5 separate regions of the Mus musculus genome follow, and all the other regions are linked to region 2. The links are chromatin contacts, called in public promoter capture Hi-C and targeted proximity ligation maps. All regions are on one chromosome and are shown on one strand. The core of a region is the stretch at or near the end of the contact, and the rest is flanking DNA. Distances in the headings are between cores, read along the strand shown.

What was found. Promoter capture Hi-C pulls out the DNA fragments that hold promoters and counts their contacts.
Region 1: a promoter capture Hi-C map of pre-B cells shows a contact between it and region 2, with 10 times the contacts expected there. A contact is called at or near these places in 10 of 39 promoter capture datasets (the 3T3-L1 cell line, 3T3-L1-derived adipocytes, the C10 cell line and 5 more), 1 of 130 datasets of targeted methods (large pre-B cells) and 1 of 9 other capture datasets (liver).
Region 3: a contact with region 2 is called in a promoter capture Hi-C map of hippocampal neurons, with 8 times the contacts expected there. A contact is called at or near these places in 6 of 39 promoter capture datasets (3T3-L1-derived adipocytes, hematopoietic stem and progenitor cells, hippocampal neurons and 3 more) and 2 of 130 datasets of targeted methods (astrocytes and extraembryonic endoderm stem cells).
Region 4: a contact with region 2 is called in a promoter capture Hi-C map of liver, with 5 times the contacts expected there. A contact is called at or near these places in 4 of 39 promoter capture datasets (hippocampal neurons, liver, neutrophils and 1 more) and 2 of 130 datasets of targeted methods (embryonic forebrain and large pre-B cells).
Region 5: a targeted proximity ligation map of astrocytes shows a contact between it and region 2, with 8 times the contacts expected there. A contact is called at or near these places in 4 of 39 promoter capture datasets (hippocampal neurons, liver and pre-B cells) and 1 of 130 datasets of targeted methods (astrocytes).

What each region holds. Positions count from the first base shown.
Region 1 is chr15:58,032,700-58,036,304 of GRCm38.p6, reverse strand. 9130401M01Rik (RIKEN cDNA 9130401M01 gene) reads left to right here and starts at 2,011. Exons shown (of 6, transcript NM_029418.4): 1 at 2,011-2,221. The coding sequence starts at 2,105.
Region 2 is chr15:55,070,651-55,074,219 of GRCm38.p6, reverse strand. Taf2 (TATA-box binding protein associated factor 2) reads left to right here and starts at 2,068. Exons shown (of 26, transcript NM_001081288.1): 1 at 2,068-2,373; 2 at 2,773-2,827. The coding sequence starts at 2,291.
Region 3 is chr15:57,890,445-57,894,209 of GRCm38.p6, reverse strand. Derl1 (Der1-like domain family, member 1) reads left to right here and starts at 1,792. Exons shown (of 8, transcript NM_024207.4): 1 at 1,792-2,067. The coding sequence starts at 1,915.
Region 4 is chr15:57,692,322-57,696,060 of GRCm38.p6, reverse strand. Zhx2 (zinc fingers and homeoboxes 2) reads right to left here and starts at 1,394. Exons shown (of 4, transcript NM_199449.2): 1 at 1,057-1,394.
Region 5 is chr15:57,910,363-57,914,079 of GRCm38.p6, reverse strand. It overlaps Tbc1d31 (TBC1 domain family, member 31), which reads right to left and starts at 1,881. Exons shown (of 21, transcript NM_001081396.2): 1 at 1,689-1,881. The coding sequence starts at 1,765.

The sequences.
Region 1 (3,605 bases), core at 762-3,261, 3.0 Mb before region 2:
CAGAAACTTGTATCTCCCAGATTCCAGATTAGAATCACAGGTGAGCCTACCAATTCTGGATTGTAGTTCATTCCAGATACAGTCAAGCTGACAACCAGGAGTAGCCATTACAGTATCCATAAGGTTTCCCAGGGCCCTAATGGCTACATTCTCACTCTCAACTGGGATTCTATCATAGGAGGCAATGCTGGTAGACTCAAGCTGGGAGAAGCCTGCCTTGGCTGTTATATAAGATTTGGGGGGGCTGGAGAGATGGCTCGGTGGGTAAGAGCACCCGACTGCTCTTCTGAAGGCCAGGAGTTCAAATCCCAGCAACCACATGGTGGCTCACAACCATCCATAACGAGATCTGACTCTCTCTTCTGGGGTGTCTGAGGACAGCTACAGTGTACTTACATATAATAAATAAATAAATAAATCTTAAAAAAAAATTTGGGTTCACATTTTCAAATGAAAGGTAAACAATTACTAGTCAATAGACATAGCTTTCTTTTTGTAGACAAATCTGCCATGACTGTGGGAGTAGAGTAAGCAAGGAGGTTCTTTTAGCAAAAGGTTGGAAACTACTGAGCCCAGGAATCTTGAGTGCAAAGGGCAAAGAGCTATCACTTCCCCACGTGCAGCCCTTAAACAACTGCTGCCATTTTAGCACACGCTCTGGTTCAGTTGTTGGGCAGGAGGCTAGAGCTAGCAGGCCTGAGCAGGAGGGAAGACATTCTGAGATCAAATATCTTTCATAAAGAAAAAGCTGGAAGAACTCCTCCTTGCCCGCCTTTGCTCTGCTCTTCCTCCGCTCCTGGAGCAGAGATCTTGAATACACCCATGACACCCCTTTCACCTCTAAAGCTTTGTGTGCCTTATTTTAATCAATACCCATTTTATAGACTGGGTCACACAGCTAGCGAGCCAAGGCAACAGAGCCACACACACGTGGCTCTTGCAGTCCTTCAGTACTGTGCTGACACAGTTCTGGGCATAGACAGGGCATACTGGGATTAGGGCAAGTATAGCCCTTTTTAGGACATTATTTTTTTCCTGGTGATATTAGGAACTTTTCTTATAATTCTCTATAATATCTGAATTTTTCTTAATAAGAAGTATTGCATTTCTGATGAGAAAACAAAACAAAAACCCCAGGTATTAAAAAAGAACTTCTCTGGATGGATCCCACAGTAGCTACTGCCTGGAGGCTCCCTGCGTGGACTCTTCCAATGAGGCTATTGAATATGCACTGAGTTCCACATTTGGTGAGCCAAGGGCAGATGAATTTTGAAATCCGGGGAGGTGGTTTGGGTTGCCCTGTACGAGTCTGTAGAGTAGAAAATAGGGCTGAAGGAAAAACCCTGGAAGCAACTGGTGGAAGAGGAGCAAGTGTGAGGGCAAATAGAAAAGCTTTATTACTAGCTCCACATTAGTGCTCTATAACACAAGCCAGTGTTTTGTCCACGACCTTTACATTCTAGAGTCAAAACGTTTCTTGAAAGTCTCAAAATTCTGCTAGCCTTGATCCAAGTCTTTAAATTGTGATGTCTAGTTTTTTTAGTAAATGCGTGAAGAGTTCTGGTCTCTTCTTCAGAGACCCTGGGCTTTTGAACAAGTTACCTGACTTCTTCAAGCCCAGTATCTCCTTTTACAAGATAAGAATAACCGGGCTCTTCTCACAGTTATTGGGAAAGAAATTTTAGAAATAAAATGCAAAATAAAATGGGGAGAATACTGTCAGTGGTTTAAAGCTGATACTTACCAAGTTAACTGGCTCTCCAGAGACCACGACTATTCGAGGTACTCAGGAGGAACTCACTCTATCCAGCTCTAGACACAAAGAGGTCAAAACCTTTGTTGGGTGGTTTAGGAGGCCCTGGAGTCAGGCAAGAATTTCTGCTCCACCACGGAAATCCCCAGCCGCTGAAAGACTACCACTCCCAGAATGCAACGCTCCGGCCGACAACCCACCGCTTCCGTGTGGGCGGCGCGCCGGTGCCGCTCTACACTCTACCTTGCCTCGGCAGCCTTGGCGCGGCTGCTGTCGCGCGCTTTGGAGGCTGGGTGATGGGCGTCGCTCTAGGTGTCGCCTCGTTTCGAGGTCCAGTTGCACTTCCGCGCGATGGAGACCGGATGCTGGGTGCTGGGCGGCGAATTTGAGGACTCGGTGTTCGAGCAGAGGCCGGAGCGCCGGCCCGAGCCGCCCTCCCCCTACCGCGCCAAGCTCTGCGAGCCGCAGGTGAGACGGCTGCCCCTCTTGCCGCTCCGCTCTGGAGCCGGCCTGCGGCGAGGCCCACCACCGTCACTGTCCACCCGCCCTGCAACCAAGCACGGCGACTTCACTCTTGTACCCTCGGGTTGTCTGTCTCCGTCCCCCACCCTCAACCCACGTGTCCTGCAGGCGGGCCCGGGCTAGCATCACACGCCCCCTTCCTGCCTCCAGCCCCGCCCAGGTGCTCCGCCGTAGCATCCTTGCAGGCCTGCTGGCTGCCTAGAAGAATAAAATAGTTCCAAGCTAATTATGTTTCATCATTTCCTAGTAATGTATTGAGACTTGGATATGTTATTGTTGAGTTGGGATGGCTAGCTATGTGACTAAATGGTTGCAGAGTGCCGAACCTAACGGTGGCTCAAATACCTCGTCTCGAGTGACCCAGTGTTTAAAGAATAGAACAAAGTTTTTCTTACTGTGATGGCCCAGTAGAAGGAGAGGCACTAATTTAGCACGCTTATGATGAGCCTTGATACTCAGTGAAGTGTATTTCTCAGAATACAACCAAGCTATTACAATGTTAACTGTACTGAGTCAACAGAATTTAGAGACTTTCTTCAGCCTCAGCAGGTTTTATTGTAAAAGAGAATAGGAGATGCTTCTTTGGGGCTGGAAAATTGGGCATGCAGAATGCTTTTCATCCTTTTTTTTTAATTCTTTCTTGGTAGTTACATCTGGATCTCACCTTATGTCCAGTGGGTTTACATCAGAAGAGGTCGTCTTACAGATGTGTCCTCAGATCCTCCAAATCTTTGTCTGGGATGCACAGAAACCTGACTCCAGTTAAAATTTCCTGTGCTCTGTGTGCCTTTGTAGCATTTTTATAATAGGACCATCGCCATAATCACAGTTTCCTACGTCTTGTGCACAATTTTGTCAGTCCCTATTCACTCTCAATTGCTCTAAAAGAAAGCAGATAGCACTTTAAGAGTCACTGGACTGCACTTGGTGATGTCATTTCCAATAACTTCACTGTGGTTGAAACCGTGTGCTTTTATTTATTTTTTAAATCTGTCATTGACATGTATAGACATGTGATCATTACAACTTTTATTTTTTAAAACCACGTTCATTTATTTGTGTGTGGGTGAGAGAGCCATGGCACTGTGTGGCGGTCAGGGGACAAACTGCAGTTGTTGATTCTTTCCTTCCACCACATGGGGCCCATAGATCAAATCAGGTTGTCCGACCTAGTGACAAGTGCCTTTACCCGCCGAGGCATCTCACAGGCCGTCTTATCATTTTAATAAAAATTGGGCTGTCAGAGAGATGGCTCAGCAGGTAAAGTCACCTGCAGCCGAGTTTGATGAACTGTGTTCTATCACCAGAGCTGGAAGAGTAGAAGGAGAGA
Region 2 (3,569 bases), core at 819-3,318:
TCTGTAGCCCTGGCTGTCCTGGAACTCACTCTGTAGACTAGGCTGGCCTTGAACTCAGTAATCTGCCTGCCTCTGCCTCCCAAGTGCTGGGATTAAAGGTGTGCACCACCACGCCCTGCCAGTTCTCCACTTTCTTAATGTTACAACCCGTTAATACTGTTCGTGTGTTGACCTCAACCATAAAATTATTTTCAGTGCGACTTCATAACTGTACCTTTGCTGTTATGAATTGGAACCTAACTATCTGATGTGCACATCTGTACATTTTACTACGGGACCCTGTCAAAAGAGTCTTTTGACCCCTCAAAAGGTCATGATGCACAAATTGAGAGCCACTGGCCTAAGGATTGACCCCAACAGCGATTCAACCAGACCACAGGCCTGTCAACCATACGTGTGTGTATCTATATTTATATGGACTTTTGTGTCCTGTAGTGATGTTGAGACAGTCGCATCCACCTTTCTAGAAGAAGCCAGTGAGACCACAGATGGTTATGTTACTTTCCAGCTTCCTGAGCAAAGATTTTTAGCAGATTGGCACCTCCGTGGAAAAAAAAAAAGCAAGTTTTCCCCAGTCTATCTTTTTTTTTAAAGTTTATTTATTATTTATTTTTTATGTATATGAATACACTGTAGCTGTATTGATGGTTGTGAGCTGTCATGTGGTTGCTGGGAATTTGAATTTAGGACCTCTGTTCGCTCTGGTTGACCTCTCTCACTTCAGCTTGGCCCTGCTCACTCCTGCTTAAAGATTTATTTATTATTATATGTAAGTACACTGTAGCTGTCTTCAGACACCCTAGAAGAGGGCATCAGATCTCATTACAGATGGTTGTGAGCCACCATGTGGTTGCTGGGATTTGAACTCAGGACCTTCGGAAGAGCAGTCAGTGCTCTTAACCGCTGAGCCATCTCTCCAGCCCTCTTTTTTTTTTTTTTAAATATTTATTTATTTATCTATCTATTTATTTATTTATTATATGTAAGTACACTGTAGCTGTCTTCAGACACTCCAGAAGAGAGCATCAGATTTTGTTATGGATGGTTGTGAGCCACCATGTGGTTGCTGGGGTTTGAACTCAGGACCTTTGGAAGAGCTGTCGGTGCTCTTAACCACTGAGGTATCTCACCAGCCCCCCCAGTCTATCTTTAAAACAACAGTTTCCACTGGGTATGATTATCACTGCACTTCATTCACCTGCATTTCTGAGAAGATTGCAACTTGGAACAAGCCTACTGCTACCTTGAGGGAATTGTAAAAAATTATAAGTCTGACGATGGTCCCAGCAAATGAGAACGCTTGAGGAAGTGGTCCTGCATAAAGATTGTGTAAGCCATTTATGAGCTCTGCCTTTACTTTGTGTGGGTTTAATAAATAAATGTTCATTGGGAAAAACGAAGTCTAGTTTTGGAAGGTTTAATAAAGTTATGGCTTTATTTTCCTAATTGGTTTTGTTTAGACGAAAAGTTCAAATTAATTTAAAGTCAGCTAACGACCTTGTCAGGAGTAAAAAAGATAGGTGGAGTGAAATCTGTGCAGGTGGGAAAATGTTAATGGACAATACTCTAACGGAATTAACGGACATTGGTTTGCATCTTTAACCCTCAAGAATAGAAAATCCACAGCTTCAAAAATGTCAAAAAGAAAATCTGTTAATTCATAAGACAAATACGGAGGCCATGGGACTTCTGGCTTGAGAGTTCCCTGCGGTCTGATTACACATTTGGAGTTTAAACCACAAGGTCCAAATGGGTGAGTTTGTTCTTGACAGCAATGGTTTCGGGACCATTACTAGGTCCTAGTCCCTCGCCCCTTCCATCCCTTCTTGTCTTCCACAAGCACGATTCGCCTAACACTTAACGTCCCTTCCTTCCTTCCCCATCTTCCTTTTCTCACCCAGTAAATCTTCCCTCTGCTCTCTTAATTTTAGAAATAGTTTTGAGACAAAGGAGAAAAGCCAGACGAGAAATCCCAAACTTATCGTGCAAACCCCGCCCACTCACGCCCGGACAAGACTTCCGGGTTCTGCCTCCGCGGCCGCGCCACTTCCTCTGACGTCACCGGTCAGAGGTGACCGGCAAGATGTCCGCAGGCGGCGGCGGCCGCTTAGAGCTCCTGTAGCGCGGCTCATCTGTGTGACAGGGGCCGGGCGGAGGCGGCTGAGAGTGGTCGGGGAGGGGACAGGAGGCGGAGGACGGGTGGCTAGGCGCTCCGGGTGCACGGGCCGCTACCGGGAATGCGCTGCAGCGCCCCGTGCAGCCTGAAAGGCGAGCCCCGCAGGAGCTCTTCATGCCGCCCACCGGCTTAGAGTCCTCCAGGATGAACAGGAAGAAAGGAGACAAGGGCTTCGAAAGCCCACGGCCGTACAAATTATAAGTACCTTTCCCCTACTCCGTTTCTCGCCCTGCTCTGATTTTGTTTTCATTGATTCTGTGAGTGACTTGATGAGTCCGGGAAACTAGTGGGAAATTAGAGCCCACTCCAGGGGACATGATGTTTGTAGGGTGAAACGGTTTTGAATAATTGTTCAGCATACTCCTTCCCCGCCCACGGGCTCATAAACCTTTCTTAAAGTACCGCTATATTTTTTTGTCAAGACAAACCTTTTCATGGCTGTTGCTCGATTTAAAATAAGCAGGTTACTCATTTTGTAGAATTCGAAGACAAACTACTGTGTGGTTTTTGAGCGGCTCAGTATATAGTCCCTATTCGTACTTAGATTTATGCTTTCATATAATAATAGTCGTTTCTTTCTTTTTTTTTATATATACAACCCATCAGGTCGTCTGTATCAACAACATAAACTTCCAGCGAAAATCAGTTGTGGTAAGATCACTCCCGGTCATCATAAGTCAGCCTTTCACAGTTCTTGGGGGGGATTCTATAGTCTTCCAGATTATATGGTGCCCCAGAATAAGACATAAGAATTCAAGTCTAGTTTGCTATACATGCTGTTCTCTGTTCTCCCCACCTTTTCCCATTTCCTGATTAAAATGTTCAAATATGCTAAGTATATTGTGCAATAGGAAGTCTTTATAGTCAAACACCTTCACATTGTGCATTAGACAGGACAGCCTGTAGTCATAGCAGTCTTAGATTCAGCTGTTCATTTATGGAGTGTCATTTGGAATATTTGTCACACATTGCTATTTGGGGATAGAACGTGAAAACATTAGGGAGTATTTGTAATTTAAGTTTTTACTTCAGCAGTATAGGAAACTCATGATACCTCTCAGTGAAGCTTAGCATTATTAGAGTCAACGTGATTGATAGAATTATACTGTGTTAGTTGAATTGCTCTTGTCTATAAGACATTCCTTTTTTGTTGTTGTTGTTGTTTTGTTTTTTGTTTTTCAAGACAGGGTTTCTCTGTATAGCCCTGGCTGTCCTAGAACTCACTCTGTAGACCAGGCTGGCCTTGAACTCAGAAATCCGCCTGTCTCTGCCTCCCAAGTGCTGGGATTAAAGCATGCACTACCACTGCCCGGCTATAAGACATTCCTTAAGGGATATGTATATTAACCCATTGATTCTTCACTGTAATCTCTTGACACAGATAAGATTTAAG
Region 3 (3,765 bases), core at 543-3,042, 2.8 Mb before region 2:
AAAGGTGTAAAAATGATTTCTATGTATATGAGTGTCTTGCCTGCATGCATGCATGCACATGGTGTATGCATGTACCTGGTGCCTACAGAACTGAGGTAAGGTCAGATCCCTTGGAACCAGAGTTATGGGTGACTGTGAACCACCATGTGGGTGCTAGGAAGAGAACCCAGGTCCTCTGCAGCGCAGAAAGTGCTCTTAACTGCTGAGCCATCTCCCCAGCCTCCTCCTCCTCCTCCTCCTCCTCCTCCTCCTCCTCTTCTTCTTCTTCTTCTTCTTCTTCTTCTTCTTCTTCTTCTTCTTCTTTCCTTCTGCTTTTTTGACAGAATCTTGCTATGCAGTTTGGGATGTCCTGAAACTCTTGCTCTCAAGCTTTCTGAGTGTGGGGTTGCCTGTTCCCCCACATCTACCTTGGACTCCTTCCTAGGCTTTTATGTGGATGTCTCATTTTGAGGTGCATTCCCATGTGAGCCATCTCTACCGTCCAGTTACCAGGTCCTTCTAAAGGCAAGGACCCCAAAGAGAGATGAAGTGACTTTCACAACATTAGGTACTGCTAAGAAGTGGTTTGTCACAGTATAAACGCCAGTGTTTCTAGAGTGTTTGAAATAATGGAGCACTGGAAAGTATGTGGAAATGCACATGGACCTCGTCTTTGCCTGGAGGATGTGAGTCACGTGGGCCACTTGGACCTAAGATTTTCAATTCCTTTACAACGTTAAATAATTTTTTTTTCCAGAGCCCAAATTTCACATTTTTTAAGTTTGAGGAATTTTTTTTTCCCGATCTGAGAACACCGAGTCTGTTTCTTTTCTTATTGTCCAGACCTGATGGTAATTATGTTACACCTCAGCTCTGTGTTTACAACGCACTGCCTCTTCCAGTTTGGCCGACAGTTCCTCTCCCTCCACCATCCAATAATGATGATTTTGGATTTTGTTTAGAGAAATGGGTCCAGGGTTCTTTGGTGAGCAATCTCTTTGATTGCAGTAAGTTCAGATACTTAGTTTACTACAGGTCAGTTTACACCTATGTTCTTTACGGAAAGTTTTACTGATCCTAAACCATATTTTCAAAAAAACAAAACCAAACCAAAACAACAACAACAAAAACCAGCAACTGAATAAAAGTTCTAGTGAAATCGGTATCTTTCCACCATTTGTTTAAAACAACCATCTTCATTTCTAATTTAAAGCCCCCCAATGAACCAGATCATGTCCAATTATAAATGCGGTCTCAAATGCGTCTCAAGATTTCCCAGTCCTCCGCTGCCACTCTAGCCCCCCCATCATCCTAATCTTTTCCCGTATCCTCTGAAATTCTTCTTCATAACTCATTTGCTTTTCTGTCTACCCTGAGACTGCAAAGTTCAGGTACCGCTACCGTGCTCACAGCCGCAGCTGCATCCCCAGTGTCTAAAAATTTGCCTGAAGCTGTGACTAAATGAGGAACTATATGCGCTATCTCTTCCTTTCCCTTTAAATAAATACTCTTCAAGAGGCACTACTCCGATTACAACTCCGGGGAGAACTAGGGCATGTAGCTTCCCCATTGGTTTGCAAGACTGGCCGTTGCTCTGGGTAACCACTGTTTCCTACTAGCCTTGCCGTCGTCGCCCCGCCTCTCCTGCTTGGCCCCACCCCAGGACGTCGAGTCCCGGTACTGAGCTGCAAAAACGGCACTGGCCCTTTAAGCCGCCGGGACACTTCTGGTCACGTGGACCGCGGCCACCGGAAGGGGAAGTTTCTCTTGTGATCGCTGCCTAGCTTGTCCGAATTCGGTGGCGCCACGTCCGTCGGTCTCCGCCTCCTGCACAGCGGCTGCGCCTCCACTTTCCCTGGCCAAGCCGGCCGCGGAGCGCGGGGTGGGCACGGGAGGACGCGCGGCGCTGCGCAGCCGGTCACCTGACGGGCGACCATGTCGGACATCGGGGACTGGTTCAGGAGCATCCCGGCCATCACGCGCTACTGGTTTGCTGCCACCGTTGCTGTCCCCTTGATCGGCAAGCTCGGCATCATCAGCCCGGCCTACTTCTTCCTCTGGCCCGAAGCCTTCCTCTATCGCTTCCAGGTAGTAGCTGGCGTAGGGCGGTGGAGACTACAGCCCCCAGGTGTCCCCGCGGCTACGGAACGGGTTCGCCGGGCTGCGGGGCGCGCTGGGGCTGGTGGGATCTGTAGTGCGTCCGCCTCCAGGGGTTTAAGGCTGGGGTCCTTTGGGTCCCGGGAGGTCCTGGGGTCGAGTGTTAAGGCTTAGATAATTTAGAGTCGCGGACTGGCCTGCTAGGACGTGACTCACAATACCTGTCTGGCAAGATTGTACTTCCCGCCTTCCGCACTCTGAAGTGAGAGGTAAGTTGCCATTCTGTTGGCAAATTGGGCCCACCTACCTGAATGTCTTCCTCCCTCCTTCTATCTATGTCGTGGGTGGCGATGCCATCTTAATCAGTGGTGTCTACTTGACATAATTCTGCGTGGGTTGTTAGCGTGTTTACAGTTTCTCTCTCCTCCCTAAAGCAGTGGTGTAAAGGCAGATATTAATAAGAATTAATTTATCTGTATTTCCTACGGGCCCTATCCGATCACCTGGCATATAGCCGTTAAATGTTACCAGTGAATGAATAAACTACTCAGGAAACGGGAGATACTAATTTTCTTAAGCATTAAGGATATTAGTCAAGATTATCATTCTAAGCCAAAGAATGTTAGTTTCCTAGAGGTTATTTTTATTGATTCTGTGATATAAAAATTTAATCAGGGGACGCTCAGATTATATTAGATCTGGATTTCCACACATTCCTTAGCCTTCTCTTTCTACTTTCCACTGGATGTTATTTTCTCGTCTCCTTTGCTGATTTCTCATTTTCCTCACCCAGATGTTGGGATATGCTCTTGGAGTCCGTTATAGGATCCTCTGTAGTCCATCCCTTGGACTTAGATCTTTATCATACAAGGGGCATAAACACATGAATGGGAGACTGTCGGATATGTGAGTATCTTTATTGTAGTGGTGGAAATCACCACCTGGTGACCAGTAGACATATAATCAAATCTCCCTTTCATCTTTGCAAATAGCAACTGTGTTTGCTAGGGGGGTTTAGCAGTCATAGAGACATCCCTGAGTTCTTTTTTTGGGTTTCCTGTTTAGTGCTGGGACTCAAACCCAGAGCATAGCACGTGCTAGCTGAGTGCTCTGCCATCGAGATGCACATCTTGTATGGCCTCTTGACTTCTTTTCCCCACCCCAGAATCTGTCAGCTTAGACAGCTGATTCTGCCTCAGCTGTCTATTCGGAATCCAGGCCTTTCTCCATCGAAAGCTGTTAGCATGCCGGCTTTGCTCTTTCTGTTCTTGCTGAGCAGCCGGGGCAATCGTGTGAGAACAGAAATCATGTCCTGTCAGTCTCCTGAGACTCCTCCCATATCTGTGAACTGGGATGGGTAAAGTCCGTGCCAGGGCTTGCTGTTGCAGTACCTAAGTTGACCCCAGGACCTTTGCACATGTTATTTCTCTCCCTGAAAAAGGTAGTCATGGCTCATTCACTTTCATGTGTGTCTTTCAGGTCTCTGCCCAAATGCCATTTTCCCTTGTAGGCCTTCTCTGATTGCTGTCCATCAGAGTGTTCCTCCTTCACTGTTCCCTTCCCTTCCCTTTTTCTTGCGACATGCCACCTGCTGGTATTTGCTAGTTCACTTCCCATTGAGAACCTAGATGAGTGCTGGGCACATAGCATCTGCTTGTGTATTGCCTGAGTTCGTGGACATTCTGGGAG
Region 4 (3,739 bases), core at 145-2,644, 2.6 Mb before region 2:
CTGTGATGCTCCTGTTTTCCAACTTTCCGAGCTTGTTGGTCTCCTGCAAAGCTGCTAGGGAAAGGGCAAGTTTGCAAAGCTCAGGATCCCAAGTCCTGGGGGAAGCCACAAAGACGCTCCAACGCCAGCCAGCAATGCTTAACCTCTTGTGGGGCAGACTGGAAAACGCCACGGCCACTTAGGCGGGAGACCCGGGTTCCGGCTGGTCCCGGCAGGCCAGGGACAGCAGGGCCCCCGGGGTCCGCGCGTCCCCCGCATCCCCCTCCCCGCGCACCTGAGCGGGGCGTGGGCACAGCGCCGCACTCAGGCCCTGCCCGCAGGTCCCTCGCCCGCCGCCCGCGCCGCGCTGCGCGCCGGCCGCCTGCAGCCACCGGGAGCGACGCGAGGAGAGGCAGCCTCAACACGGCGTCATGCTTCCTGCCACCACATTACGGCGAATCGTCACCAGGAGAGGGGAGCAGAGGGGAGAGCGGGGGAGGGAGGGGTGCAGCCACACGCAGCCCCCAGGCTTCCAAAAAGCGCCGAGACGGGGCCACGTCCCGGTGGAGTCCCCGCGGGACCTGCCCGGTTTGCACAAAGCGCCGCAGTTTGGCCAAGAAGGCAGGAAGCCGGCCACAAAATAAATAAATAAAAAACAGAGTCGAGTCTACGTAACGCCCTGTCGAAAGCGGACGCCATATTTTTTTGTGGCTTATGTCGACATAGGGAAACGTAGACATGTTTTTCCTCCTCCTCCTCGGTCTGGCTTCCATTTATCCAAACTTGTAATCAAAACTATTTCATAAAAAAAAAAAAAATCTCCGTACTCCTCTCCCCGAAACCGCGGATTTCCTCCCACCCTCAAAAAAAAAAAAAAAAAAAGAAGAAAAAAAAAGCCTGAACACCCCCCTCCCGCGCACCCCCATTCCTAACCCGGCCAAGTCCCATTAACAACACATTTTCGGGAGCGGCGGCGGCGGTGGGAAAGTTGGGCTGGAGTGGCGGGCGCCCGGCGTGTCGGGCTCCGGGCTGGCGGTGCCCGCTGCGGGTGCTCCGCGCCGGGGCGAAGTTTCTTACCTGCGCCGGGGCTGCGAACGCGGGGACCCGGGCTGGGAACGCGGAGACGAGGCACGGGCGTTCCAAAATGGAACTCTGCTGGCTCCCCCCACCCACTCCCCACTCCCCACCCGGCGCCCGACTCGGGCTCCGTGGGAAAGAGGTGGTGGTGGGGGAAAGCCAGCCTGGCAGACAGACAGACAGACAGATAGACAGAAAAAAGCCCCGGTACGGAGAACGGTTGATCGAATTTTTTAAAAGAAAAAAAAAAAGAAAAGAAAAAGAAAAAAAAAAGAAAAGAAAAAAGAAAAAAAGGGGGAAAATGCCTCGATCAGTGGGGAATCTACGCCAAAACCCACATGATCTGTAACGTCAGCATGCGTATTTGCATACGATACCACCACCGGAGCTGCCACCCGGGCTCGGGTTCCGCAGAAAGTTACAAAGTGAAATTCAGGCCCCCCCGCAGACTTCGGCAAAATGTCATTTTTAGGAGGGAGTTGCTGGTGGGGGGAGGCTGCCCCTAAAGGCTCAGATGAGTGGTCATCCCGGGTGTTGGGGGGGGGGGAGTGCTTAAAAGTCTGAGTCCAGTAACGGACTCATTGGAATTTTTGCGGGAAGAGGTGGGGGAGGCGCAAGCGAGATCATTGACTATTGAGCACGACCCGGCGCGCTGCCGCGGCCAAACCCTCTCGGTGCAATACCCATTTTCTTTATGAAAAGTTCAAGGTGTCACTGATGAGCTCAACAAACTGTTGATCCTCACCACGTGGAGTGGCGGACCGTGAGACCGCAGGGCGCTAGGGCTTGCCCGGCGCCAGCAACACCCCAGACTCCAGGTCCTTCTGCAGTGCGTGGGGGCAGAACGCGGGTGGGGTCGTCACGCGCCCTGGGCTCTGCTTGAGTTTCGCCCGCCTTCTGGCAAAAGAAAATAACAACATACTTTAAAACTTTTTTCTTTCTTTTTTTTTTTTTTTTAAATCGAGATGCGTTTTACTCCCGGAATAGTAATGAGAGGGCTTGGGAATAGGGCGGGGAAGAAGGCGCCCCACTTACATAACCACTTGAAGTTAGATCACTTTTGCTGGGGATTTCCGCTTGCGCCTGAGCTCAGTCTGGTTAAAGATCTTCAAACTTTTTCCCTCCAAACCCATAAACAAACAAAGACACCCGGGGAGCTGACTCAAACTTGTGTGGCCCGAATTCACAGCGATTCTCAGCTTCGGGAAAATGCACACGCCTGCAGCGCGCACACTGGAGTCCCCCAGAAGCGAGACGGGTCATTTTCGGAGCTGGGACAGCCGCGTTCCCGGCGAGAGGGGTCTCCAAACGAGCCCTCCATCTGCGTGCGTGCGTGTGTGTGTGTGTGTGTGTGTGTGTGTGTGTGTGTGTGTGTGTGGTGTCTGCCCTTTGCAGCCCTGGGAACCGTGAACTAGAGACCCGGCTGCTGTGCTCCGGCGATCACGCAAGGTTAAAATTCTCTAAGGGAGCATCCGAGGGAAGATGACGGACCTAGCAACCTGTCAGCGTTGTGCATTCTTGCTCTCAGAGACCCTTTCCCCCTTCGCAGATTCTGGGGGCGTTTGGGAATTTGTTGGGTGTGAGCGCTCTTGGAGCCCACCGTAGGGGGTGGAGGCTAACTCTGGGACCCAGATTTGACACTAGGAGTTACTGGAGAAAACAGAGGGCTTGGGACTTGAAGACTGCGGAATTGCCTCCCATCCTGCGGATTAGCAGGCGCATCGCATTCCGGCTTCCCAGCCAGCTCTGCTCCGGGGAATTAGAACGAACTCTAGCGGCCGCTTGCGACTCCGCTCGGGGCGCCAGGACAGCAACAGGTGGCTGTGTACTGCGGGGTGGCCAATGGCGATGACTTAGTCTAGAGGAAGACTGGTTTTGGGGGCTGATGGATGGTCACGGCTCTAGGGAGCCTCTGCTGGCATTTTTCTTTCGTATTAGGTTTTTTTTTTTTCTATTTAAGATTAAATCAGCGCGCATGCTAAATTTCTTACTTGCCTTCCAGCTTTAGTTGGGTTATTGCTAACTGAGGGTGGAGGGGTTGCCTCTCTCTTCTCCCTGCCCCCCACTCGTCTTTGTCCGTCTGTCTTTTTCTTCCTAGATAGGTTTAAAAGCCCAGAAAACCGGATTCTGACTGTGGACTGGCTTTAGTGCTTCCTTTCTTACGAGAGACAAAATCCGACGGGGTTCTTAGGAGGATTCCATTCAGATCTTTGTTGGTGACTATAATCCGGATCGTGCCCTGACTTTCTCAGACTCATCTGATACCTATGATCTGAGAGTCTTGTCAACTTTTATCCAACACCAGTATTTGGGGATCTTTAACTGAGTTTGGTGATTTTTTTTGTCAACTCTACACAATCTAGGGTCACCTGGGAAGAGGCAACCTCAATTGAAGAATTCCCTACACAAAATTGGCCTGTGGTGCATATCTATGGGGCATTTTCTTGGTTGATGTGTGAGCAGGAGCAGTCTACTCCGGGTCAGGTGGTATAAGAAAGCAAGCTGAGCAAGCTAGCCCTTATGCCTTGTGCTTCAGTTTCTGCTTCCAGGGCGTGTCTTTAGATCCTGCCTTCCCTTCCCTTGATGATGGACTTTAACCTATAAGCCTAATAGACCCTTTAACCTCTCGATTGCTTTTGGTCATAGCGTTTTACCATCTCAACACCAATAGTAACTAAGACAC
Region 5 (3,717 bases), core at 632-3,131, 2.8 Mb before region 2:
AAGCCCTAGGTTGAATCTTCAGCAGTGGAAAAAATTATTTTTCTTCCTGTTTGTCTAAACATAGAGCTTTTTAAACAGATTGATCAGGGATATAGAAAAAAAATCTTACGCTGTTCATCTTTATGGAGTTTCATGGTGTTGAAAGACAAAAATTAATCTTTGCATCGTGGCCCACATCTGGAACCCCAGTGACGGGGCGTTGGAAACATAGACAGTTCCCTGGAGCTAAAGAGATGAGCACTAAGTTCAGTCAGAGTCTATGTCTCAAAAACTAAGGTGAAGAGCACTTAAGGAAGATGCCGATGCTAATCTCTGGGCTTTACAAGCATACCTGCATATACACACATCAACACATACATACATACATACATACATACACATACACATGCACACACACATACACATGCACATGCACACACACACACACACATACATACACACATCAACACACACATGCATACACACACACATATATACATACATACACACATCAACACACACACACACACGTTTTTTATTCTCCTGATATAACTGTCATCCTGGAGGCTTACTGCCTTTTGTTTCTTAACCTAGGCCTAGTCCCCAAAGCTTCTAGCCTCCGGACAACCTAATCTAAACCTAGAATGTTCTCAACCTCTGAGACTTACTGCTGAGTAAGCTCACCCTTTTTAGTTCTTTCTGAGCTCTGCTGGCTGGTTCAACTTAGCTGTCCTGGCTCAAAACTGCTTTCCGAGCTGAAAGGAAAACGCCGAAGAATCTCCACTATTGACAAGATTGTTTATTCAATAGGTCAACGGGTGAATAGCACTGATAAAGGGTGGACAGCCACCAGAAACCACAGTGGCTGGCTGGCTAGTCAAATAAGTGGCTGATCCACTTATAACTGCTTTCAGCTTACAAAAACACTTAGTCTGATTTCTAGGGAAGCAACTAAAAGATAAATAGAAAAGTCTCTTGAGAAACAAACCTCGAGGTATGAACCCAAGTGATACTATGCAGTCCACGCAAACGTAGGTAATCAGAAACACCAAGATCGCTTAGGCAGGCACCATGGGAACCAAAACAAATGGGGGAGGGGGCAAAGACTCCCACTGACGTCACACAAGAGGCTGCGTGTTAAACCCGCTACTCCAAACAGAATAAAAGGAAGCACAGGCGGGTAAAAGTCCCCGCACCAATGACAGGCCCTGCAACACTCACTGCAGAACTTAAGTTTGTTCCAGCGTTGTTCCATAGTGAAAAGCGTGCTTGGCCCACACTAGGCTCTCAACATTACAGGTGTGCAATGTAATGAATGACTTAAGGATGGAGAGCATCGGCTTTTGGAAAGGTAGATGTGCATTGCTTTCTTTGCTCCCATCACCTCCTGGAGTTTTTTTTCCCCCCAACTGGAATAGACATTAATAAATCAAAGCAGGTGGAGTCCTGGCACTCAGCTGAACTGCAAATTCTTTTGCACAAGTCGTAGAGCCTTCTCCTGCCTGCCTCTCACCGTGACCAGGGACCAGATTCTGGGACAACTGCAATCTACGGTTTCCGGAGCTACTTGCTCCTCCTGAGGTCCCAACCCAGGGATGCAGCGCACGGCCAGAGTCAGAATCCCCGGGCCAGCATTCCTCCTCCACGCTTCCCACTTCAGTCTCCCGCAGACCCGCCCCCTCGTCGGTCTCCACAGCCCGCGGCCTCACCCGTCGTGAGTGGCTGGCGATGGCTTGCGGTGCCATATCTTGCCGCTCTCCTTGTTGCCCAGGTCAGTGCTCTGCATGTCGAACCCCGACCCCTACCCCGACTCCGATCCGCGGCTGACCCGGTGAGGGTAACCGTCCCGAGAGCTACCCAGCAGTCCCCGCGCGCCCAACCCGGGAAATTCGAGCGGCCGCCGCGGGGTCTCCGCCCCCAAGGACTGTGCCAATCACGCGGGGGACGCCCCTTCTAGTTACAACCAATCAGGACGGGGATCCGCCCACCTCCGCTCTTGTGGTCCCTCCACTCTGGACAATGGAAACAACCAACGGCTTCTCTCTAGACTCCACCCCTTTTCTGAGGCTTCTAATTCTGCGACCCAAAGGCTTCAGGGAGTTGTAGTTTTCTGAAAACCAAGTCTGGGACTTCAATTCTCTGACACCTATAGGCTCAAACAGACACCAAAAGTGTTTTTCTCCTGAGAGCTTGCTGCCTCCTGCATTTCGTTCTCTATTGCGTTTAGAATAAGAGATTTATAGAAATAACAAAGATGCAAAAGACAAGTTCGTTGAGAAATGGAGGAGTTCCTTTCCTAGAACTTACAGGCACGGCAGAACTCCACAGACCTAAATGAATTCCGCTTTGTTTGGTTTGTTTTTGTTTATTTTTTGCCATACTCATCACGCTTTAATTGCGTAAATTTACAAGATGCTCCCACATTATGGTTTGCAACCCACTCCTCATAATCTAGAAAAGTAAAAAAACGTCAAGAACCAGCTGCACTGGCATCGGAAATCTTTTTCACTTAGCAAAATTCACTCAGTGTTTCTTTAGTGCTTACTACGTGTGGCTGTCCCGCGTGCTTAACAGGCCAACGCACTTAATTCACAGAGAAGCAATTTAGATAATACTTTTAACTCCACTTCAGTGATGTATGAAGTTGCAAGTCGATTTCTAATGAAATCGGTCCACGTTTGGCGTATAAAACAGAAATAATGCCAGGTAGTAGTGGCACACGTCTTCAATCCCAGTACTTGGGAGGCAGAAGCAGGCAGATCTTATGAGGTCAGGCTAGCCTGGTCTACAGAACTAGTTCCAGGATTGCCAGAGTTACACAAAGAAACCCTGTTTCGAAAAACCAAAAACCAAATGAAAAGACCAGAAATGTATTCTCTCAACATTCCGTGTCAACAGAGTCTGGCAACAAAGATTTTCTTCTTTGTCTGGGATAGCCACCTTTTGTTTGTTGCAAATATCTCTTTACTTTTCTCATATATGAAAATAAATGAAAAATCTTAAAGTAAAAATTAAATGAGGTTTTCAAAAGAGAGTGTAAATATTTTTAAGGGAACACGACTTGAGTTCACCACACTGCTAGGAAAGGACCTTTCTCTCCTGATCGGTTTTGAGCTGTAGTCATCTGATGTGTGTATGACTCCTGAGACTTAAGGTGTGTATCCAGACATAGTCAGGCTCTGCCAAAGACTTATCCGATGTGTATGTATGTCTTTCCTTCTTGTTGTTAATGAGGCATGTAATGGTACTTGGTTTATTTATTTATTTATTTGTAATGACACTTGTAACATAGCCTCTGCCCTTTGTCAGCTTCAGTAAGCTTCTTACAACTGCTCCCTCATTAACATAGATCAGCCGCACTTCTGACCCACACCTGCTTCTGTCTCCTGTTCCCTTTGGGGCACTCATGCAAGGCTATTTGAGTCGGTATCTCACAAGGTTCTCTCTAAGTCTCAGAGCTTGACTTGCCATTTACTATGGACAGTTACAGTTGGATTTAGGGTTCACAAGAATAGTCCAGAATGATATTCTTAGATGAAACTCAACTTAAAAAAAAAGATTTATTTATTATTATATGTAAGTACACTGTAGCTGTCTTTTAGACACACCAGAAGAGGGCATCAGATCTCATTACGGATGGTTATGAGCCACCTTGTGGTTGTTGGGATTTGAACTCGGGACTTTTGGAAGAGTAGTTAGTGCTCTTAGCTGCTGAGCCATCTCACCAGCCGGAAACTC